Linked DNA regions of Zea mays: region 2 is linked to region 1. The links are chromatin contacts, called in public Hi-C maps. All regions are on one chromosome and are shown on one strand. Each heading gives the region's core, a stretch centred on a gene start, on an enhancer-like site or on the middle of the called end of the contact. The rest is flanking DNA. Distances are from core to core; before and after follow the strand shown. Region 1 has its middle 21 kb from the start of LOC111591033. Region 2 holds the start of LOC100384206.

The links. A called contact is a pair of places that touch in the nucleus more often than the background predicts.
Region 2: a Hi-C map of tassel shows a contact between it and region 1, with 4 times the contacts expected there. The contact joins the promoter of LOC100384206 here to the enhancer-like site in region 1. A contact is called at or near these places in 3 of 25 Hi-C or Micro-C datasets (leaf and tassel).

Annotation. Positions count from the first base shown.
Region 1 is chr2:136,916,382-136,924,257 of Zm-B73-REFERENCE-NAM-5.0, forward strand. No RefSeq gene overlaps it. Among protein-coding and RNA genes, the nearest start is that of LOC111591033, 21 kb to the left of the region's middle. Within about 2 kb of position 4,595, at least 12 of the 20 cell types and tissues checked have an H3K27ac peak or open chromatin away from gene starts, as enhancers often do. A contact at or near this core is called in leaf and tassel, where this site is marked.
Region 2 is chr2:137,214,387-137,222,262 of Zm-B73-REFERENCE-NAM-5.0, forward strand. LOC100384206 reads left to right here and starts at 3,728. Exons shown (of 3, transcript NM_001357510.1): 1 at 3,728-4,013; 2 at 4,144-4,966; 3 at 6,907-7,876. The coding sequence starts at 3,897. The coding sequence ends at 7,865.

The sequences.
Region 1 (7,876 bases), core at 3,345-5,844:
ACTTACATCATACAACATTAAGTAACTCAAATAATGTAATTTAACAACTAACTTACATCGTGTGGAGACAAATGTTTGGCCAGCGCTCTGCGTCTGCTCATGGTAGAACATGTGCCCTGAAAAAATGAATCCTCACTCCTCGACGTGCTCCTCTAGTTACTCCTTGTCCCAAGCAAACTACGAGCAAAAGACCTCATTTTCTTTGACATCCTGTTTTAACAAAAACAAGTTAGTACATAAATCGACAATAAAATAATTAAACAAATTAAAAATATATAAAATATACAATAAAATAATGATCCATACTCGTCAATCGTAATCGTAATCAAAATCAGGATCTAGTTGTTTTCATCGATTCAATGGACGCCAAGTAGCTTTCTTCTTTCTCGTCACTCGTTTTCTTTTTGGGGAACCTCTACATCATTTTGATCGCCTAATAAAGATTCTTCCAACATTTCAGTTTGTACATTAAACATGCTGGTAAGTTCGTCGTCTTGGAAAATCTCATCAGCCCCCACTTCCTGCTCGATTTGACTTTCAACATAACCAGCATCACCAGGAGCATATAGTCGTTCACGAGGATTAACTTTTGTACAGTACCCTCCAATCAACCAAACCCTTTTTCTTAGATACCATAATCCATAAAATCATGAATAGACCACAAAAACACAACTCTCGGGTTGAACTTCTGTTTCTTGTAACAATCGTATGCCTCGACTCCTTCCCACAAAATTTTCAATTCTTCAATTAGGGGTCTCATCATCACATCGATCTTTGTTCCAGGATGATCTGGACCAGGTATTACAAGACACAAGAAAATAAATTCATATTTCATGCAAAGAGCTAGTGGAAGGTTGTATGGAACAACCAAGACGGGCCAACATGAGTAGGACGTTGCATTTAGATTGAAAGGCGAGAAACTATCTGTTGCCAAACCAAAGCGGACGTTCTGCACTTCATTAGCAAAGCTGGAATCAAAAGCATCTAATGCCTTCCATGCATCTGTATCAGCTGGGTGCGCCATGACATTTGGATTCTCACATACCCTTTCTTTATGCCACCTCATGTGTCTGGCTATAATCTTGGAGATGAACAAACGTTTCAACTGAGGTATAAGAGGCATGTAATGAAGTTGCTTACGTGCAATCTTCGTCATCACAGTCAAACCATCGTTGTTTTCAACCTCTAAGAATCTACGCTCACCACATACAATACACTTCTTCTCACTCGTGGTCTCCTTTCAGAAAAGCATACAATTATTGTCACAGACATCGATTTTTTTCGTAGTCCATACTGAGCCCAGAGAGCAACTTTTTGGACTGGTACATGTCCTTTGACATCTTGTGATTCTCCAAAAGTACATCACTAATCAAGTTCAAAAGCTCCTTGTAGCAGTTGTTTGAGAATGCAAACTTAGACTTAATAGCCATAAGTCGAGTCACAAATACAAGGACGGTCACTTTCGTGTGCTCATGCGACGGCTCTTCGGCAGCTTTAAGGAGCTCGAAGAACTTCTGAACCTCAGGTGTAGCTGGATCCTCATAATCGGTGGGTTGATCGGGGTTCTCCGAATCGACGGTTAGAAGCTCATGGCATACATCGTCAAACATCTCTTCCATCCTATCGTAGTCCCCCCTTCATGTGACTGAACTTCCGATACAATACAAGGAGGTGGGTCCTCACCGTGGTGCACCCACAACTCATAGCCTAGCATATAACCGTTCTTAAAAAGATCTATCGACATAGTCCTCCTGTCAAGGAAATAAATGTTCTGACACTTGCTACAAGGGCACCTAACATCCGTTCCAGTCTCTGACCGAGCAAAAGCACGATCGAGAAACGCGCCAGTCTTGGCAACCCACTCACTTGATAGAGCACCTCTTTTCTTCCAGCCTTCATACATCCATCGATGATCCTCCTTTGTACTAGATACGAGACGTTAACTTAATTAGTTATGATTACTAATGAACCACACTAATACAATATCACTACAGAAAAATCATTTCACAGGACTCTAAATCAAATAAAACAACCTTATTTCCGAGGGCTTAATAATTACCCTCGGAAATTAAAAGTTTCAATTATATAAGCACTAATAAATAAACTAAAACAAGCTAATTTAATTACATAGTTAACTCAAGCCGTCGGACACAACAAAACCAAACATGACTACTAGCAAACAATTTATATGCATATACAAAATTATACTAAAAATCATAAAATTACTCACTTAGCCGGACGTTGAGCCGGTGAAGCGAGCGCCGACGGTGTTGGGGACGGGGGCAGAGGCTCGGGCAGGCGCGAGCTGCGTCGGGGCAGCTCTAGTGGTGTCGGGATGATAACGAAGGCGGCCACGGGCTCGTGCTCGGGTGGCTGGGCGTCGGGGCGGGGCAGGAGGTCGCCGGGAGCCGCTTGGGCGGCGCGGGCAGCACCTTGCGGCGGAGGCGATGGCTCATTGTCGGTGGCGGCGACTCCTTTGCGGCGGCGGCGGCTGGTGGACATGTGGGAGCAGGAGACAGAATGAAACGGTGCGGGCAGAGGCCGTCGGTTAAAATCCTAGGAGACCGTCAGACATAACTGTAACACCCCTGGTTTTACGAGAACTAAAACACTGACATGGCATCATATGCATGGGCATTTCATTGCTTGTGATATATTTAGATTGCATTCACTAGGTAAAATCACAAAAAAATGGGTGATGTGATGTTGTTTGTGTATAGGACTTAGCTTAAGTCTAATGCTTAAATGGGTAGGAGAGATAGAATTACCGTGAGCTAGTAGCATGTTGACTCCATACTTTTAAGGATAAAGAAGCGGTCTTGCTAAGTTGGGTGGTGGTGCCCAAGGGGTAAGAGGGTTGAAGAGATGAGATCTATGGAAAGTGATTTTGAGCCCAGAATCCCTAATTAGTACCCTAGAAAGGATTTTGAGTTCTGGCCAGTTTTTGCCAAAGTTTTATATACTAAAGTTGTAGAGTAACAAAAACTAAGCAAGTTTTATATTTGGAGATTTCCAAGTTTAGTAGTAAAAATTAGGGTACAATGCAATGTTCCACCAACACTCCTAGAGTAGCAACCCTGAAATAGTGTGTTTTACTCATCTTTGGACCTTTGCAACTTGGAATCCATAAACATTTTGATAAGGACCATAATAGCAAAGATGTAGAGCTACTATAGTAGTATAAAGTTATGTCAGGGACTTAGCCCTAGAACCATATGGAACACAGTGTAAAACATCATCAAAGTTGAGTTGTCATACTAAAACAATCTGAAAATTGGATGATCAGTGACATTGGATCAACTTTGGAGCCAGGTTGTGACTAATCCAGTGGAGTTAAGACTTAGGTCACTGTGACAAGGTTGGAGACCATATATTGGAGTACAACTTTGTCAAAGGAAGGTAGCTGTGTTACTGCCTAGAGCAGGGAGTAAAAGTGTCTCAAACATGTGTTGTCAGGCGACTTCGAAGGGAAATTCAGAGTGAACAGTGGTCTGAAGAAGATCACAGGTGTAGTGCACCCGCCGCCGGTGAATTCACGCTGGGATCCGAGTTTTTCCTGGGAGATTCATGCTTAGTGAGGAGTGGATAACACTGGGGAAGGGTGAAAAGATCAGTGGTGGGGTGAATTCGGTCGCAAGCTGGTCCGGCCGTCATGCCCACTTGCCCGCGCGGTCGGCCAAGTTGGCATCACTGGAGCTTGCCGTTTCACTCGGTCGTGCCACACAGCAAGGCATTCTCCACGTCGTAAAGGTTGTGGCAAGCCGTCAGTTACCCCCCCCCCCCCCCCCCCCCCCCCCCCGAACCATTTCCTCCTCGCACGCCACGGTGAGCAAGTCACCGTAAAATATCCAGGCCGCCGTGAACTGATCCCCAATCAAAATTCGTGATAAGCCCGACCGGGACCTTTAAATTGAAGGCACTCCCGACTCCGTCTCTTTGTTACGCGCCCAACCCACCCTCAGCTAGCTCTTTTCATTCCCCGTAGCCCACAGTCACCGGATTTTCCCGAACACGGTCATCAACGCCGCCGAGTGTAGCTTCGCCGTGGCCAAAGTGATCCAGGTTAAATCCTACTCTGCGTTTCGTTTTAGTATTCTTATGGTCTCTAGATGCTCATGGGCCCGGCCAATTGAACGCTATCACTACAAAACTCCGAGAACACTACGTTGTCATCCGGGAACGCCGCCGTGAACGCCCCGAACGTTGACGGGCTCTTTAGTACTTGCTCCGTTCAAATTCGTGTGTGTATCGCGCCTCTGGTGAGCCAGTGATGCTCTCCCTACCCTTATTCTAAACGCTACCACGTTCTGTTGCTCGGAACGAACTCGCCGGAGTACTGGTTCCGCCGGCGTCGCGAGCAAACAAGCTCTAGGCGCGGGCTCGTCGAAATAGTCTCGGTGGCATGTCCAGGAAGCCTCTAGGATGGTGCCTGTGTGCTTGCTACCGTTGTTAGGGGTCGCCGGCGATGAGCGCGCGCGGTCCGGCCAGGTGTTCGACCAGAGTCCGGGGACCAGCGCTTGAGAAGAATAGAAAAGCGGAGGGTTTAAGTGAAGAAGTCAGCGACACAGGGAATAGTATCTAGGACTCTTTATTGAATAGCTGAACTGTTGCGGGTGTTTCTGCAAAGTCGCGCTGACGCGAGCGCGGGCGCGCGCTTCTGCTTTCCGTGGGCCGACTCGTGCCCGATTCGGTCCAGTACTATTCATTGTTTCTCCATTTCTTTTTCTGGTAGCTTGCAAAATCTATAGAAAATAGTAAAAAAATGGTAAAAATATGAAACCAATTTTGCTAGATGTCTAAATTCTAGTAGAATTTATTAAAAATAGTTTTAGGATTTTTCTTGTAACCAGTAGATTATCTAATATTTAAAAGTACTTGGAAAAGGCTTTTAAGAATTTTAAAAGAGTATTAGGAATTCCAAAAATCATGAAAACCTTTGAGTGAGCTTGATATATTTATTAAAAACCTTAGGTGAAGTTTGAACTGGTTTGGGCACTGTTTAATCAGAAAACCAGTTATAACCCAAGAGAACACCCATTTTTTTTAAAAAAGAGAAAAATTAGGTTCCAAAAGCTCAAATAAGAATGTTAAGATTTGCTAAGCTTGGCCACTGCATAGTAATAGTTATGCTAGGCTTAAAAAGGCTTATTGTCCGATAGCTCTCATGGTTCATAAGCACCATGAAGAAAAGTTATTCTTAAGAAAAGTATTTCTTGTTTCCTTATTATAAATTGCATATTCATGGCATACCATAAGCATCCATATGTTGTACTTCGAATAGAGCACGAAGGGGATGTATTAGTAGAAGAAGAAGCTGTCTCTCAACCAGAAGGGCCTTAAGTAGAAGAAAATCTCTATTTTGACATTTGTGGAGAAGGACCAGTCTTTCTGGAAACGGAAGGCAAGCCCCAGTGCATTTACCCCTTCCTTGTTGTTTAAAAAGCTTTTCTCACTTGTTATGATGCATTAGGTGATAGGAGTTGTGTGATAAAAAAATTGATGCATTACCTTTCCTTGGAAATTTCATGATCCCTGTTTTATAAAAAGAATTGAGAATGCTTAGCCCTGCTTAGGAACTTAAAAATGATTTGTTTTTATAAAAGAATGATGTGTTACACTGGTTATGGGTTTTTGTTTGAAAAATAAAAACAAACTTATGGTGATGGATTCATCAAGACGTTGATGGGTTCATCATTGGAAAAGAGTACCCCTATCGGGTACCAAAAATGGGAAAAAGGTTTGGATAAATTGAGACCGGGCGGGTGACTTGCACGAGAAGAGAGTCTCGGTGTAGTGTCTCCGTCTATGTCGATTAAGGACCGTCCGCCGTAGGCCAGTAAGTAGAGAATTTTTAACTATCCACATGCCCTGGTATGGGACAGGGTAAGCCTAATCTTGGCTGGACCAATACCAGAACAGCTCGCCCACACTGGGCATGGGAGATGGCGAGAGTAGCTTGTACCCTCCGTGGCAAGAGGCTGGACGGTGGGGTGATCTGTACTCTCGGGTCGCGGGAACCCGTTCTGGTCTTGAGAAACCCGGGTGCAGGTTGGCATATGCAAGGGTTAAGTGCTACATATGTCGTGTGGTTAGGGATCCCCAGCTAGGTTCAATCGGTTCGAATCGTCGGTACTCCTTGGTTAAGGAGACTCTACTCTACGACTTACTACCGTAGATCAAGAAGTTATAGATGAATTGAAGGGAAGTAATAAAAGAAAGCTAGATTAGGCCAAGTGATTGCTCTAGACTAGGCTAATCTAGATTCAGGAAATTATTTATCTTGGTAATAAAATGAAAGCTTAAGGACCAACTTTAGTAAGCTTTTATGCAAAATGAGTCCTTGATTTTTGATGAGCCTTACCTTGATTCCTAATTAGCCAGCATGTCCTTGAGAGTCTTTTTATTTTGTTGGGTAAGACTTGCGGAAGTACATTTCGTACTCAGGGCTTTGCCCATGTTGTTTTAGGTGAAGAGCTCGTGGATTTTTGTTGCTTCTGCACTAAGGTGGTTCCCAAACATGAAGAGGAACCGTGAGGCTGTAGGTTGGAAAGCTGAAACCTTCTCGTTATGTAATAAGTTTTTAGTATATTGTAATAAGTACTCTCTATCTTACTACTTAAATAAATGTGTATGAACTAAGTTATTATATATGTTTCCGCGTATTCTCCGATTATGTTGTAATGTCTGCGATCTGGGTAAATCGTTCTCGGGAGATGAAGAAGAAGGTGCAAGATCCAGGTCCTAACAAGCTGTTAGGTGCATCTGCGCGGCTGTTTGAGGTCCTTGGGGACCAGGACAGGTGCAGGTGGGCCTAATATCTTGGGAGGTTCCACCGCAGCTGGTATCGGAGCGAATACCCATATCTTAAGACATTACTTTGTACTTCAAAATGTTTTAAAGAACTTTCCTTTCTTTCATTCTAACCTTGATCTATTCTGGTAGTAACTTACCCTCTAGGAAGATGGGTGTCAGAGTGCAAAATAATAGGTTCTATATATAGTGGGAATATATGGTATCAATAGTTAGTTGATTCGTATGATAGTAGGACAAAGCATGCATCATGTTTACATAATATTAAATACCTTTCCCTCTAGCTTTTAGTAAATGGCACGCATCAAGACCACACAACGGAAGGCTGCTAGACCACGGGGTGTCCCTCGTCATCAGCTAGCTCCCCGCCATGAAGGAAGCAGCAGTGGGAGTAATGACCCCATAGGGAAACTGGAGGCAAGGGTGCAGCGACTCTCCACTGAACTTAGGCACAGTAGTCGGGAGCGAACAAATGCTAATCGTCGCATTGCAGAGCTGACAAGGGAGGTTGAGCGTCTGCAAATGGAGGTTAGGAAGCAGGATGACGCCATAGATTGTGCCACAAGCTCCCGATCCATAGCATGGAATTGTGAAGCAGCTGCTCAAAACCGAGTGGATGAGCTGCGTGTGGCCTTGGAAGATCTACAGGTGTGATACAACGTTCTGCATGAGGGTGTGTACGTGTTGTACGACCAACTGCACCCATACGTACCGCCTGAGAATGCTGCAGTGGAAGCTGGTGCTCCACAAGCCGGTGAGGGAGGACTGGAGGACATCATGAACATCCCTGCTGCTCCTCCTCTAGTGGATCATGAAGAGGGATGTCCTTCCGAAACCTATGCAGGGTTCCGTACGGTGAACGGCGTGTAGGGTTAGAATAGTATTGTAGTAGGTTGTTTCTTTTCCTATTTAAGTTATAAAAGGACAGTAAGTTTGGTTTGAGACTAGAGTCTGTATTAAGTAAGGGTTGAATAATGTAACAAAGGACTGTAGTTGTTATGGTGTAATAATAAAGTGTGTTTTTTTCTTTCTCTTCAGATGCCAATGAGAACTCGAGGGCAGGATG
Region 2 (7,876 bases), core at 2,478-4,977, 300 kb after region 1:
TTGAATGTATTTGTTTTCCACGTACCTATCTCTGGTCGTCGTGGTTTGAAAGTACGTGGACGTTGTGAATCCTGAGTATGGCCGGACCGTCCGCCGGAGCTCTCCGGACCGTCCGGTGGGGTCCCGGACCGTCCGCGCCTACGTGCCGGACCGTCCGGGATACGCAGCACGGGCTCCTGCATCTGTCTCCCTGTCTGCGCTTGCCCCCCGGTACTGGAGGCTGTGATGGTCACCTTTAGGGTCTCCCCTCCATCGGGAGTCTTCTCGGCCACCACTTTCCTGCAAGAAACTTTACGATCCCCATCGGTCTCTTTAGCAGTGCCGATGATTGTCTCTTTGCCTTTATCGGCTGTGTTTGGCCGAACTAGGACTTTCTTGCCCTCGAAGTCAATCATGTTCATCGGAAAGGGCTCTGTATCCACCTGCATTTCCTGAAATTTCAATCGTCCTTCGTTAATGGCCGATTGAATCTGTCGACGGAACACATTACAATCATTAGTGGCATGAGAAAATGAGTTATGCCACTTGCAATATGCACGACGTTTTAGCTCGTCGGCGGATGGAACAGTGTGATTTATTTTAATGTTGCCATTTTTAAGTAATTCATCAAATATCCTATCACACTTACCAACATTAAATGTAAACTTAACCTCCTCTTGCCGTTTCTTTTGAACCGGCTGTAAGGAGGCACAAGCCGAAGATTTGGCCTGCTTTGGCCAAACCATTTCAGCAGCATACACCTCTGCTGATTCGTCTTCTGAGCTACTTTGATCGCATTCTACTACATGTACGTTGTGACGAATTGTTTTAGTAGTTTCTTTGCTTCGGCTTTCACAAGCCAAAGCTCTCTGGTGTAATTGTGCTAGTGTAAAGAATTGGATGCCTTCTAACCTTTCTTTTAAATAATATCGCAGACCATTAAAAGCTAATCCCACTAGCTGTTTCTCTGCTAAATGAATTTGAAAGCATCGGTTTCTTGTATCTCGGAATCTCCGGATGTAATCATTAATCGATTCATCTTTTGTCTGTCGCAATGACACTAAATCTACCAAATCCAATTCATAATCACCGGAGAAAAAATGATCATGAAATTTTTGTTCTAGATCCCCCCATGATGAAATGGAATTAGGAGGTAAAGTGGCATACCATGCAAACGCGGTTCCTGTTAGTGATAATGAAAATAAACGTACGCGAAATGCCTCTGTGTCGGCCAATTCTCCCAATTGTGCTAAGAACTGGCCTATATGTTCACGCGTGTTTTTCCCTTGATCACCCGAAAATTTTGCGAATTCGGGTATCCTGGTTCCCTGTGGGTATGGGTGGTGATCAAATCGGCTGTCATAAGGTTTCCGATATGATTGCCCCCCAGGGACCATGCTTACTCCGAGCTTATCTCGGAACGCCCCGGCTATTTCTTCCCTTACTATATCAATGGCAGCCGGTGCGAGACCACCGGCTCTCTGGTCAAACATAGGTGGGGTTGGCTGGACATTAGCATGTTGTCTTTCCCCCCATTGGTTTGAGTTACGTGGTGCATTTTCATTTGCCCTATATGGGTCATAGGTTTGATCGTTTCTTTCCGGCCTTCTAGGTGGGGCCGGAAAGCTTTCCTGGGCTTTGGATCCTGAATTAATGGACTGGTGCATCGCATGGTGTGATGGGAAGTGTTGCTGGGACGGGCGAGGATTCATGTAATAATCCTCCTCAAAAGACTCATGCGCGGACTGTCCGGATACGTACCCGGACCGTCCGTGGTTGTATGCGGACCGTCCGACTGGGTAGTTTGGGTTCTGTGCCGTGTGTGGTGGCTCGGGCGCATATCTAGGTAACTCATTAAAAATAGGCCCGACTGTTGCTGGCCCGGACAGTCCGCGCTCACGTGCGGACGGTCCGGGCATGTGCAGATCGGCTGGTTTGCTGCCGATTTGCGGTTGCTTAGGGTATGTGTCCATCGGCATCCCATACAGGGGTTGTGACTGGTCGTGACAACCTGTAGCCGATGGGTTACACGCGTTATCTCCTAACTCAACCTCGTGTGAAGGAAAATTTGCGGTACTAGATTTATCAAATGCACGTACTAGTCTCTTAAGATCGCTTTGCATACCCCCTATGATGTTCTGCATTTGTTCACGCTGATCTTCTACATAATTTCTAAGAGATTGCAGATCGTTGGTATTACTTACATTGGGGATATCTGGCGTGGGTTGGAGCGAAGCCGGATCCGTCGCCCGATGTCGGACGACCTTGTTGTTCCTGTCCACTTTGAAGTTGGCCAAGAACTTTGCTTTCGCCTCCTGGATCATCCGCTCCTTGTGCTCCTCGAACTGGAGCTGCTCGTCAGCCGGCAAGGTTTCCCAAGTCGGCTCTATGATGTTGCTTGGAGAAATATCAGAGCTATCCCTTGAACCGGCCATTGAGGGCCGATTTGATAAGCTTAGATATGTCGTCCCCAGCGGAGTCGCCAAAAAGTATGTTGACGCCTTTTCGGAGTGCCAAATACTCAAGAAGAACCGGCGGCGGTGCTCTCTGCACAGGGGCGGACGGTCCGCGCGTGGGGCCGGACGGTCCGCGGCCTGGTGCGAGGCGCGGTGTACTCTCTGCGCAGGGGCGGACTGTCCGCGGCCTGGGGCCGGACGGTCCGCGGCCTGGTGCGCGGCTAGGGCTTCTCTGCCTGACGGCCGGACGGTCCGCGCCCTAGGGCTGGACGGTCCGCGCGTACGCAGGGGCGGCGGAAGATCGCCGGCGGCGCCTGGATCTCGCTCCCGGGAGGGACCCCGTCGGGGAGGAGAGATCCTAGGGGTTGTCTAGGCTCGGGCAGGCCGACCTAGACTCCTCTAATCGACGTAGAGTCGAGGAGAGGCGGAGAATTTGGGGATCGAGTGGCTAAACCTAAACTAGACTAGAACTACTCCTAGGATAAAATGCGAATAAAAGTTGTATTGATTCGATTGTTGATGATCACAAATCGGCCGTAGACCTCTCTATTTATAGAGGGGGGGGGGGGCTGGACCCTTTACACAACTGATTCCGAGCTAATCCCGCGAATATAGCTAACAACCGCAGCACAAAACTCGGAACCCTAATCTGTTCTGCGCACGCGCGGACCGTCCGGCACACAGACGCGGACCGTCCGGACCGCGGACCGTCCGGCCTCAGGGCCGGACCGTCCGCTCGCTCACTTTTGGTTCGAACAGTTATGTAATTCAATATGATATGACAGTTTATTGTGATAAAATATTAGATTGAATGATTGATAATAGCCTAAGGTGGTTCTAGCATTACTGCACGGAAAACAAGAGATGGACTGGATACGAAGCAGCATCCGAGCACGAGACAGCCAGCGGCTGCTGCTATAGGTTGTGCACATGCCGCCCCACTACTACCACTCACTAGTCGCCACAATTTGGTGTGGCCTTCCTTCCCCAGCAAAGGCAAACCCCCATCCCGGTGTAGCAATATAGCAAACGTGTCCCGGTTGTCTGCCGCCGTTGCACAGCACTGGGACTGGGATGACCGGTGTCCAAGAGCCGCTCAGTTCCGTTCCGTGCTCCGCGGGTGGGCCCGCCGCTCCACTCGCCGCGCCCTCCCGACCTCCCGCCACGTGCCCCCCTCGCCGTGACGTGGGTGGTGGACCTCACCACCACCCGCCGCGCGCCTGGCCGCCTCCATATATACCGCGCCCCGCCTCTCGCCTTCCGCCTCATCACTCTGCTAGCTGCCCCGGTCTCCTCCTCACACTCCCTCTATCGCCAGGCAACAGCAGCGCATGCCAGCAGCAGCGCTCCCGATTCGGCGCCACCTCGATCCCCAGTCCCCGTCCACACCACCCAATCCTGCTGTGTTCTTGCTGCAGCCGTTGGTCTCCTGCTTTGTTCGGGTGCTAGCTGCCACGCGCGATGCCTCCTAACGCCCAAGACGTGCACGGGAGCAGCGGCGGGCTCGCCATGACAGCCCCGGCGGCGTCCAAGATGGACTGCTTCTTAACCGCCGTCTGCACGCCGCTCAACCTCCAGGTACGTCGTATGCCTGCGCTGCGACCTAGCTAGGATCGACTAGCCAGAGGACGACTTGGCCACTCGACACGCCATTGGAGTGAACTGAACTGAATCCCTCATCCATGTCGTCGTCGTCGTTTGTCTGCAGTTCATCGACGTGTCGTACCGTGTGAAGCAGACGGAGCGGTCCTCGAAGGCGGCGCCGGGCGGGCGGATATCGCACTCCGGTTCCGGCGCCGCGGCGCCGGAGGAGCGGACGATCCTGAAGGGGATCACCGGCGAGGCGCGGCCCGGGGAGGTGCTGGCGGTGCTGGGCCCGTCGGGGAGCGGCAAGTCGACGCTGCTGTCCATACTGGGGGGCCGCCTGGCGGGGCACCACGGCGGGACGGTGCTGGCGGGCGGGCGGCCCCCGTGCCGCGCCGTGCAGCGGCGCACGGGGTTCGTGGCGCAGGACGACGTGCTGCACCCGCACCTGACGGTGCGCGAGACGCTGGCGTTCTGCGCCATGCTGCGGCTGCCGCGGTCGGCGCCCGCCGCCGCCAAGGCCGCGGCGGCCGAGGCCGTGATCGGCGAGCTGGGCCTGGGCGCGTGCGCCGACACCATCGTCGGGAACGCCTTCGTGCGCGGCGTGTCCGGGGGCGAGCGCAAGCGCGTCAGCATCGGGCACGAGCTGCTGGTGAACCCGAGCCTGCTGGTCCTCGACGAGCCCACGTCGGGGCTGGACTCCACCGCCGCGGCGCGCCTCGTGGCGACGCTGTCGGCGCTGGCGCGGAAGGGGCGCTCCGTCGTCCTGTCCGTGCACCAGCCGTCCTCCCGCGTCTACCGCATGTTCGACTCCGTGCTGCTGCTCGCCGAGGGCAGCTGCCTCTACTTCGGCGCCGGGCGTGACGCCATGGACTACTTCGCGTCCGTCGGCTTCGCGCCGGGATTCCACGTCAACCCGGCCGACTTCATGCTCGACCTCGCAAATGGTGAGTCATCGTATTATGTACGTGTGCCTACGCCACAGGCTACTGCAGCTTTGCCTTGCATGCGTGTCTCTCTCTTCTAGCTGTTTCAGTTTCGATCTATTCATCGTCTTAACTAATCAGAAGAATTTTAAAGAGTTGAAACACACATTTAGGGCTGATTTGGTGATTAGGGATCCCTAGGCATCCATGGGGGAGGAATCCCCTTGCAATTCAATTTTGAATAGCAAGAGGATTTCTTCCCCTCGGGATTCTCGGTCACCAAATCAGCCTTAGAGACATGCATCAATAGATCGAGTACTAAATTCTGGCATGCAATTGAGCGACGGCATGCACCAACAGAAAGAGATATACATATACATCGTGTTAAGATGGAGAGGAAAAGTGGCGTTGAAGTCAGAAGTACTATAGCTAGAGTCCGTGTTGGTGTGTTCTTATTGCTACCGTTTTCTGCAATTGTGAGGACTAGATTCATCAAGTGGCCGGAGACAAGCAAAACATCGAGTGAGTGTGGAGTGCACCGAACAAAGAAGAGAGAGAGAGAGGCATGAGAGGAAAAAAAAGGAGTGGAGAGAGAGAGGGGGGTGAGTAGTGCCTCTTGCATCCATAGTGTTCTCTCGCTTTCTTTTTCCTTTCTGCAAAGCACTTTAAGGTTGAAAAAAAAAAACATCTAAGGGACACCTGTCACTGAAGGTCTGAAGGTGGGAATTAGGACACTACCCCAGTGGCTCCTCCTCCCACGGAATGGTAGATGCTCACGTTCTTTTCAATCCTAAACCATTCTAGCCTCAACGTATTAGATACTTAGGTATACGTAGAGAGAGAGAGAAAAGTTATATATATATATATATATCTAAAAAACCAGAATGACTTATAATTTAAAATAGATGCAGTAATAGATATTCGCAGGTGTGTGTATATATATCACCACTCAGTTCGGACTACCACCCAAAGATCGAGTTGAAAGCATCCCTGTGTTCCAACTTCCAAGACCTGTTTCGGCATAGGCCACTCGTAAACGACGCGCGTCGACAGTCACCAACATGGGGTTTGGTTTTGTCCAAACACAGGCGATTAATTGTTAGTGTATAGTACAGAGAAAGTTGCGGATGAGCTCCATACATTACTGTGAACCCAAGTACGCAACACGTACGCAAACACATCCCTGGTCGTCTAGCACAGGCGAGTGTGCATGACGGATGGATCTTCCGACACTCGCGGCAGCTTTTAGTTGGATCTGGTTTCCTTTACTAATTGCCTCTTTTTTTTATTATGGTGCTAATACACGGTATTATGTTGATGAAGAGAGATAAAAAAATCCATAGGAACGAACATTTTGGTATAAACTTCCATCACAACTAAGACCTTGTTCGGTTAGCTCTCAATATATGTGGATTGACTGAGATTGTGTAAGTTTAAATCCCAAGCAAATTAAAGTTTTTCCAAATTTTTTCTAATCTTAACAATCCATGTATAATGGGAATAAAGGAGAGGTGCATATGGGTGTCAAAACACTATTTCTCCATTGTGTACTGCACTGTTTAGACGATGGAACGAGAGGTGAGAATGAGTAAAGCTGCTCGAGATAGGCAGTGACCTTAACATATATGCATGCGATCGCTGGATATGTATGCACGCTAGACTTGGAAACATATGCCCTGCTTCATGCTGGCTTTAGACAGGAGGAATCATATCGTTTCCCTCTGCAGAATTGCCCTGTTTCTGGAGCCTAGGCCACTTTCGATCTCTTCTGCCCCCCCTTTTTGCCTTTATTTTGGAGTTGGGCCGGGGGCACCCTCACCTCTTTTTTTTATTCATTCATTAGCTCAGTGCACCAGCACATCAGACCAAAGCTAGCACGATGGCATGGCAATACTCGATGAGAAATTGTTATACTGGGCCCCGCCTCCAAGAGAATTTTTCTCAAAATTTATTTTGAACAGGTTTCGCCCAGGCAGACTACAATGCCGTCACAACACAACAGCAAGGCGGCAGCAGCGTGAAGCAGTCGCTCATCTCGTCCTACAACAAGGTGCTGGCCCCGAGGGTGAAGGCCTCCGTCGTGGCCGCGGAGCCGCCACCGCCGCCGCACGTGCAGAGCGGCGGCGAGGCGGCGGAGAGCTGCAGCACGAGCTGGTGCAACCAGTTCACGGTGCTGCTCCGGCGCAGCCTCAAGGAGCGGCGGCACGAGGCGTTCGCGTCGCTGCGCGTGTTCCAGATCATGGCGCCGGCGCTGGTGGCGGGCGCCATGTGGTGGCGCTCGTCGCCGCTGGCGGTGCAGGACCGCCTGGGCCTGCTCTTCTTCGCCTCCATCTTCTGGGGCGTCTTCGCCTCCTTCAACGCCGTGTTCGCGTTCCCGCAGGAGCGCCCGGTGCTGGCCCGCGAGCGCGCCTCGGGGATGTACGCGCTCTCGTCCTACTTCCTGGCCCGCACCGCGGGGGACCTGCCCATGGAGCTCGCCCTGCCCACCGCCTTCACCGTCGTCGTCTACCTCATGGCGGCGCTCAACCCGTCCCCCGTCGCGTTCGCGCTCACGCTCGCCGTCGTCCTGGCCTACGTCCTCGTCGCCGGCGGCCTCGGCCTCGCCGTCGGCGCACTCATGATGGACGCCAAGCGCGCGTCCACGCTGGTCACCGTCATCATGCTCGCATACCTCCTCACCGGCGGCTTCTACGTGCACAGCGTGCCGCGGTTCATGGTCTGGACCAAGTACACCTCCTTCACCTACTACTGCTACCGCCTGCTCATCGCCGTGCAGTACAGCGGACACCTCAAGCGCCTGCTCCCACCGGAGGCCGTCCACGGCGAGGTTGGCCCCGGGGCCTGCGTCGCCGCGCTCGTCGCCATGTTCTTCGGCTACCGCCTGCTGGCGTACGTCGCGCTGCGCCGCGTCAGGAAATGATCCATCTGATG